Regions from separate parts of the Mus musculus genome. Here region 1 is linked to region 2. The links are chromatin contacts, called in public Hi-C maps. All regions are on one chromosome and are shown on one strand. Each heading gives the region's core, a stretch centred on a gene start, on an enhancer-like site or on the middle of the called end of the contact. The rest is flanking DNA. Distances are from core to core; before and after follow the strand shown. Region 1 has its middle 9.2 kb from the start of Gm22491. Region 2 has its middle 21 kb from the start of Erich6.

Evidence for each region. Hi-C and Micro-C count contacts between places; a contact is called where the count stands out from the background.
Region 1: a Hi-C map of olfactory sensory neurons shows a contact between it and region 2, with 4 times the contacts expected there. The contact joins two enhancer-like sites. A contact is called at or near these places in 10 of 39 promoter capture datasets (the 3T3-L1 cell line, 3T3-L1-derived adipocytes, the C10 cell line and 6 more), 11 of 484 Hi-C or Micro-C datasets (Sertoli cells, cerebellar granule neurons, cerebellum and 6 more) and 1 of 115 datasets of contacts at active chromatin or transcription factors (astrocytes).

Annotation. Positions count from the first base shown.
Region 1 is chr3:58,982,518-58,987,160 of GRCm38.p6, forward strand. It overlaps the pseudogene Rpl13-ps6. Among named protein-coding and RNA genes, the nearest start is that of Gm22491, 9.2 kb to the left of the region's middle. Within about 2 kb of position 2,679, at least 8 of the 459 cell types and tissues checked have an H3K27ac peak or open chromatin away from gene starts, as enhancers often do. A contact at or near this core is called in olfactory sensory neurons, where this site is marked.
Region 2 is chr3:58,656,275-58,660,353 of GRCm38.p6, forward strand. No RefSeq gene overlaps it. Among named protein-coding and RNA genes, the nearest start is that of Erich6, 21 kb to the left of the region's middle. Within about 2 kb of position 2,432, at least 5 of the 459 cell types and tissues checked have an H3K27ac peak or open chromatin away from gene starts, as enhancers often do. A contact at or near this core is called in olfactory sensory neurons, where this site is marked.

The DNA of each region.
Region 1 (4,643 bases), core at 1,429-3,928, 330 kb after region 2:
AAAACCCCAAAAGGCAAAAACAAAATAACAAAAAGACACTTATACACATAAAATAAAAATAAATAAATCTAAAAATTATTTTTAAATTCCAGGGGGCTTTTGATTTTAAAGTGTACAGTCACTATTCTACATAGCGCTATACATAGCCATCTGAATCGCTGTGGATAAGAGATGCAAACATTCACACAAAAAACGTTCAGTATATAAAAAGATATTTAATTTTACCAATACATTTAATTTAAAATTACACAGAGGCAAAAGCACAATTTTCATATTGACAAAAAAAGAAAAAAGAAAAGAAAGGAGTTTGGAAACACGCTGTGTTCAAGGATTCAGCATGATAACTCTTACAGAATAGGTTTGTTCAGTGGACTCGCAAATTACTCCAGGAGCCTTTCCACTTTTGATCTGCCCTCCAGAGCTTCTCTGAGGTAATGGATATTAAGCTTTGTCAGTAGAGGGCGCGAGAGAGACATTGCAGAAGGAAAAGAGACAATTTCTGGCAGGCTGGGTTTGGCTTTCTTTTACTTAGCTGTTCTTTCAAAGCCTGTGTTGCCTGTGCAGAAGAACGTGATGGAATCGGGCAGGTAGTGTCAGAGTGGCCAGTCTCAAACTGGGTCTAGTGGCCAGCAAGAGTGCCACGCAGTGCTTCACGCCAGTCTGTGGCTATTTGTGAGGCTTTGTATGCCCAAAAGGCGTTTCCTGCTTGCCCCTCACCCCCCAACTGTGGACAAGATTAGTGGAGGTCCCTCCCTCAATTTCTCCTCCATCCAGTAGTCCACCCTTGTTTCTAAGAGGCTTCTCTCCTGACAGACAGTGGAAGTTCCCTAGCTGGCTCTGCGGCCTTGGTATCCGTTTTCTGCACTGTAACATCCTTTATATCCTGCTTTGAAGAATTATGGTCAGCTGCCTAAGTCTAACTCACCACCTGTTTTGGAAATAAAATTGTTTGGGAACACAGCCAGGCCCATTTGTTTATGTACCGTCTATAGAGCTTTCCGTGTGACAGAGAGAGTATGGTCAATCTATTTGCAGTCTGTCCTATTGTAGAAAATGTTAGCCAATCATTATAGTTCTTTTCTTCTTTATGTTACTCTATCAGGGTTTTATAATTTTTAGCATTAAACTTCCTCTATTTTAATTGCTGTGTGGTTTCTGTCTCTACACGGTGCTTCCTCTAGTGGAACAAAAATACCCACGCTCAAGGTTATTTATTACAGCATTATTTGTCGTTGTAAAAATACTCACGAGCACTCTAAGTCCTCTACCATGGAGACTGATTAGTAAACTACAGTATCCACACAGCAGAGAGCTCACAAGCAGGGAGATCTCTGTGAACCGACACGGAATTACTTCCAGGCTGATGTGGAGCAACAAAAGGAAAACAAACAAAACTGAGAAATACGTGTATACGGTATGCCATGTTAATAAGACAAGGTTTGCTTCTAAATGAAACCTAGAGCTAATAAACCTGAAACCACCAGCAGATACTTACAGGATAAGAGCGGAAAGGGCTAGGAGGGAAATGACACACCAAGCCTATCTTTTACTCCAGCGTAGAGCAGTTGGAAGAAGCATCCAACACAAAACCTGTTTGGCCGTGAAGTGTTAAATAGCTTGCGTGGCTAACTAGGAGTTTCAGCTCGCTGATGGTGTAAGTGGCGTGAGAGCGTATTGTTCCACATGTTGACACTTCAGGATAAAGATTCAAGTTCCATGTACGGTTCTATCAAGTTGAAAAATGATGCTGCACGTGTGTGAGATCTGAAGCTTGGTCCTCAACATCCACATAAACATATAGACAAGCTGGGCATGTGGCATGCAGCTGCCCAGCATCTCAGAGCTGATTACGCAGGGTGATTCCAGCTGAACTGATGAACACAGGTTCACTACGGTACTCTGGTGTGGTAGATTGCTGTCTGTTTTTCTGACCCCCTCAAAAGGGGTGCCTGTGCTCAGGGGAGGTCAGGTGCAATCTTAGATAAGTCTAAGATTAGTCAGATAAGTCTAGAGCCTGTGGTTGGGCAGTGGAAAAAGAAGGCAGAGCAGAATGTTTTAGAGACAGGGCACACACACACACACACACACACACACACACACCATCCTCAGATGAACCATTCAAAGTCAGGGTACTCCAGGTGTGTCTGTGAATGAGTGTGTGTGTGAGAACTATAAATACTGCTTCCTACTGGTGACCATGTGTTTTAATCATGAACTTGTGAGTGAGGTCCCCGGAAGCAGAATAGTTATATTTGATTGATTATCAACTCTCCATAAGGGAGTCAGGGTTTGGACAGAGTCTATTGAGAGAAAAGTGTTTTTTGTTGTTGTTGTTGTTGTTTAGCTCATAAGTCCTTTCTGAATTTGTTTAACTCCATGAAGAGCTGTGAGAAACAAAGAAACATGAGTTCAGACGACCTACCTTCCCATCTAGTTTTCTATGTGCTTTGGAGAAGGCCCTTGGCCTCCCTGCTGGTTTTCTTGTTGTAAATGGGAATATTGCTACTGCATCCAGGACTACCTTTGGTTAAAACTCAAGGAAAGACTTGGAGGTGTCGTGCTTTCTTGAGGGAGTATCTCAAGAGAAAAATAGGGAGGTGTTAGGGTTAAGACAGAGCAGGGCGCTGTGGCCTCAGCTGGGGTTTAGCTCTAAACTAAACCCCAGGGAGCTTGTGAGCCTCACCGAAAGGCAGAGCCACCCTGCAGCGAAGGCCTGAGTCTCTGAGTCATGCTTCTTGACTATCCACCCAGGGATGGTGTTGAGGATAACATCCTCGCGTGGCCCCTGGTGGACTGAAAACGATTCTCTGGAGAAAGAGCTGTAAACTCTTAGCAACCAACACGTACGACTGCGAGATGGTGCGCCTGACTGGTAAAGGATCGAACCTATTACAATCACCACCTCACATGGTCATTGTGACAGTTCAATGTGACATTACAAAAACAGCACATAGAATAACATGTAACACCCGTTATGTGCTTAATCCAAACGTCTTTCTAAACACTTTGTCCTTAGAAAATTGCAGAATAGAACACAAATCCTCAAATGTTAGCTATTTTTGTTATCTTATTTCATAGCACATATTAGGTGTTTAACATGAGGGATGAATCATGTTATGCAGGGAAAGTATCTTTGCACCTCTCTAATTAGCTTCTACATTCTTTCCTTATTGCCTTAAACAACACAGTATCTTAGACCTTGTGTTATCCTGTGGTCAGTGAATTCACATTAACCTTTTGATGTTTTGGAGTCCCCCCAGATTTTTATCTAATTTTTATTCATGCTCTAGGTACCTAGTTAGGATGACACTACTAAATTTGGATGAGGTCATGGTGAGAGGAACCAGGAACAGCTGACCCACTTGCTAATTAGTCTCATTCCCCGTGATGACTGGGTAGACTACGAAGAAAGGGGAAAAAAATCCAGGAGCCCCCTTGATAGCATCTGCAACGCAGCACCTAATTCACTGTGGGGATTTGACTTGACAGCTGGCAAGACTTGCATAATCACCTGTGTGGCAGCTGGCTCTGCTTCTAGTGTTGGGTTCTGGCAATCCAGAGCCATCGATCAGGAACAGAGATAGCAAGTGGGTGAAAGGGTAAACTAGAGACCACAAGGGAGACCTGATTCCACATTGCTTTCCCTTGCCTCCCAACCTCTAATTTTGATGAAAGGATCCCTTCAGGGAAAACTGGTGCTTGTCATTAAGCTGAACAACCACTGACTGAGTACTCAAAGAAACCAAAGGAGGATGCAAGTCCCACAGCAGCTGAGGGGTGGGAGTGTTAGTGGTTTGCATCTTATCAACAAGGTGACCTGAGAAATCTCAGCGTGAGCTGAGGTAGGGCCTGGTGTTCTTACCTACAATGTCAAGTATGCAAAGGATAACAAGATGATTCACTTCCTCTAGTCAAAGCTTGCACACGGCAGCACTTGTGGTCATTGCAGACTTGAAGTACAGAGGGAAGAACAATCTGAGGAACACAGCTCTTCTTTGGCGAGATCAGCACAACACAGATCACCATACTTGCTTGTGACATCAAAATGTGTTCAGGTAAAAAGCCAGTAGTCTCCATTGTCAACCTAGCCTGTAAACTCAAGCATTCGGACCTTAAAGGAGAGATGGAGACAGGGAAAATGTCCAGGGGTAAATGGCCAAGTCCATCAGCTCGATCCAAAATGTGGCACCGGGAAGGTGATAAAGGATAGTTAACTCACTCTAAGAGCCAGGACTAGTCGAACTGTTAAACACACCAAGAAAAGAAGAAATGCCCAGCAGAGAGTGAGTGGACACACATGCAAGTGTCTTTAAGGCCACTTAAAAATCAGCACTTTCTAAATAGATAACCAACTGTATGATGCTAACATCTAGAGTTACATGGATGAGGATGTAGCTAAATACCTACATATGACCTGAACTGTTGCTTCTATGACTTTTCCAGATTTTTTCTTTTCCCTGATTCTAGAGTCAACTTTTATCTTTCTGCAAGGATTGATTTCAAGGCTATCTTGGACATTTTTAGTTACTTGTTAAGGGAAGGGAGAAGAGGAGATAAGAGGAGAGGAGAGGGAAGGGGAGGGGAGGGGAGGGAGAGATAAGAGGAGGAGAAGAGCCTTTCCGCTCGGCTGTTCTCCTGTATAG
Region 2 (4,079 bases), core at 1,182-3,681:
TACATGCGTTTAGGACTGGCCACTTGAGAATGGGTAACATATCAGGGTCCCTGGAGATAACTGGTTGCTCCCCTCACATTGGCTGCCTGTAGTTCTTCCTGTAAGGATGGGGCCTTGTGAGATTTCCCCCATCCATGTTGACTGGTGTTGTCGCCATGCAGGTCTTGGTCTAGCAACTATCTTGGTGAGATTTCTAACATAATGTCTCTGTTATCTCTAGAAAGCAGCATTTTGGCCCTCTGGATCGTACACTTTCTGTCTGCTTTTCCATGATGAGGTTGTGCTTTAGCTATACCAACTGGGGCTGGGCACCCCAAACCCACTTGCTCTCTGCATTTGACCGGTTGCTGATCTCTGTAGTGGCTTCCTTATTTTGCAAAAAGAAGTTCCTTTGCTGAGGGTGAGGGCCACACTTCCCCGTGGATTTTAAGCTTTAATGCATTGCGGTCACATAAGCTCCATGATGTTATACATTTCTTCTGTGTTGAGATTTGTTTTTTTTGTCCCAGGATGTAGTGTATTTTAGAAACATTTCCATAGGCTGCTGATTTAAGTATTCTTGGGTGTTTGGGTGGAATGCTCTGTAGTTATGTTAGATCTATATAACTATGTATGTATGATGTTTAGTTCTGATGCTTCTCTATTTAATTTTTGCCCAGATGGCCTGTCTGAGGAGAGAGTGGAGTCCAGAAATCACCTAATATCACTGATCTGGGTTGATCTGTGTCCTGAAGTCTAGCTGTGTGCTTTGCATTAATTTGGAGGTGCCAGAGTTTATAGCATTGATGCTTAGGATGATAACGTCTTCTTGGTGAACTGTTCCTTGATTAGAGCGAGAAGTCTATTTCTTCTGAGACACTTGGTTTAAAGCCTATGTCCTCAGATAGTATGATAGCAATGCCTACTTTTTCTAGGTACCTTTTACTTGCCCTTCCATTCTACAGCGGCCCTTATCCTTGAAGGTCAGATGTATTTCTTGTAGACAAGAAAAAGATGGATTTTTATTTCTCAGTCCCAATCAGTGGACTTTTTTCTTTTTGACTGGGGAATGGAGACCACTGCTATCTAAAGTTATCTTTGAGTTGTGGTTGCAGTCATTTTGCCAGGTATTTTTATTTTGTTGCATTTTGCAGTTTGTGTCCTTAGATCTGTTTTGTGTTTCAGTTAGTTTCTTTTTTCTTTCTGTAGCTTCTTGGATGTATTTGGTCATCTCTTTGATGCCCAGTGGGTGGCGCTGTTTGGGGAGGTTATGGAACCTTAGAGGGTGGAGCCTGCCTTGCTGGAGGAAGTACATCACTGGCGTGGGTTTTGCTTTGTGAGATTATTGCCTTGTCTTGCTTCAGCTTGCTCTCTTTGCTTCATGTTTATGGTTCTCTCTGCTTCTTGCTCTGGCCCCCTGCTGTCATGCCTCCTCAGCCATTACAGACTCTCACTTTATCCTCCAGAACTGTAAACTGCAAACCTTTCATTGTATAAGTTGCTTTTGGTTATGGTATCTTATCATAGCAACTGAACAGTAACTAATACAGACTCCATCATTTCATTCAACGGTATGCTTGTATTTTCTTGGACTTTTATCAGGAATTTATCCCTCTCCTCTTTAAGGTCATCCAAGTTGTTCATGCCCTCTGTAAAATTCTTGAATTATTTTACCACGTTTATAATTTTTCTTTTAAACTCTCTGTCTTGGAGTTCATCTAGGCAATTCTAATTGAAGAACAATTCTACAGGACTTTTTTTTGGGGGTGTGTGTGATAGTGGTGAAGGGACATATTGTCACAGTCGTTCATATTGTGTTTTGTGTGATGTGACCTGAGCATATAGCTTACTTTATTGGCTAATACTTAATAAATGGAATACCAGGTTCTTTTCACACAATGCCAGTACATGTATGGCAATGTGGACCATAGTGGTGACCCATTATGATGATGCTATCTTTAACTACTTCTCCTCTTTTGGAGGAATTTGTTTCTGAATGTTTGCACTGTTAAAGAGCTATCTGGAGACTATCTCTATAGCTAAGTCTTAGCCTACATATTTCAGAGTGCGTAAGGATAAATTCCCAGAGGAAGAATTTTGGGGTGATGGGTAATTTGCACTGTCACCAATAGTGACAGTGCCCTTAATCAGATGAAAAGTTGTAATTAAACATCACAGCAGAAAGCTGTAATTTTGTCTCAGTACTGTCATCACTGCTCAAAACATTTGATGAACTCTGTGTTTGGTGATCTGAGCTATGACTCATACAAGAAAACAAATTGTCATCTCTCATCCTGCCTTTGATCTTTGACTCTTCTGGAAAATCTAATTTAGCATGAAAGCTACCATGGAGGATTTTCATGCCAACGTGTCACCAGCTCCAGGAGGGAAACTAAAGCCTCACACTGCCCTGGGTAGTGGCACATCAGAGAAATGTTCAGTGTCCCCAGAGGGCAGCTCTTGTTGTGCGTGTGTCCTGATGGAATTCTCAAAAGGGTGATGTCTCTGTTTTCTCACACTGTCCGGGGTGCCACTCACAATTGTTTAGACTGAGAATATTCTTTACTCTTTCAGCAACCGTTTCTTCAGGTCATTTTAGAGCTAAGAGTATACCAGTATGCTCCCTCATGTCAACTGTCCACACATGCACTGCACTCCAGTGGCTGTCATCTCCTGAAGCCTCTCTTCCTTTAGGTCTTAAAGAGGTACATAAACAAATAATGAACATTTACAAATTTATAAAGTGGGCTGCAGGAAAGAGTAAGACAACGGCTTCTGTCTGGGCTTAATTTCTGCTCAGAGGGAGGGTCAAGAGTGGCTCCTGATCTGTAGGATCAGAGCCAGAGACTGCACTGTTTTTGCCTGTCATTATATGCTAACCTGGAGAGTCCTGGGAAAGAGCTGACTGGGTTTAATGAGGGAAGAGGCTAATACCAACACATCCCTCTCTCTTGGTGCTGCTGCCATTTATCTTACTGCATTATGTAGACATCCTCTGTAGCTCCTAGGAATTGTCCAAACAAAAGCTTCAGGTTGTTAGTCAAGGACCTTTACCACATGACCTTGACCCTAAGTTTCCAGCCTCACTAGAAGCAGGGAGAATGTAGCTGTACCACAGAGAGACGGCAGCACTAAGGGCAGGGAGATAGTGGGGCTCTGGAGTCTCCATAGGGTTGCAGGCTCTTCCTTTTCACACTCCCTGCAACCTGCTGGCATGTCTAGTTCCATGCTGCCAGAGAGGGTGGGGATTGTTCTGACTTCCCTGCATACCCAAATTCATCAGTGTTGGGTCTCAGGCTCCTCTCTTGTAAGCCAGGCTGATGCTGATGTTCCTTTGCAGGGCTACTGGAACGACTGAATGAGATAATGAGCCTACAAGATGGAAAGGAGCCCCGTATGTCAGGCACACTGTCAACAGGTAGCAGGACAGTCAAAAATGGTGACTGAAGAGAGTTTAAAGGTCTACAAAAGTGTGAGCAAATGAAGGGTTCTGACAAAGGGTTCTTTCAAGCTGGGCTCACAGGCCTGGTGGTATGGTGAGACATACTGCAGTATCCACAGAAAGTGCAACATAGGGATTGTATGCTCTGGGAACTGCAGTTAGGCCATCTGGTCTACCAGGCAGACAGGATGTGAGAGGCTCCTTAAGCGTTCTGTCTTCCCTCTAATCTCCAGCTCTCGTGGCCCTCTCCAAAGGTCAGTCCAAGCAAAGACCAAAGTGGAAGCAGGTGAGATATGAAATCATAGTGAAGCCTGCCAGTTAACAATGCCCGGGGCAGAGTGTGGAGGTGCAATTTGGAGGCAAGGGAGCACGCTCAGCACAAATGCTGATCAATGGTGTTGTAGCTGTCCTTGTAACAGCAAATAGCTGTCAACTGAAAATCGAAAGAATCTCCTTCTTGGCAAACAGGACAGCCCAGCATAGAGAAGAACAATGAGAGACCAAGCAGATGATGTCACCAAGTCATGTCAACCTGTGGTAATCTTGATATATTCCTCTGTTTACCAATTTATCTTCCAAACAAGCTGGTAAAATCTCTCTTTATATCCTGAGTGACATGCAGTGCATGACGGGTCATTGAGGGCTCTGCTGGGGTCTT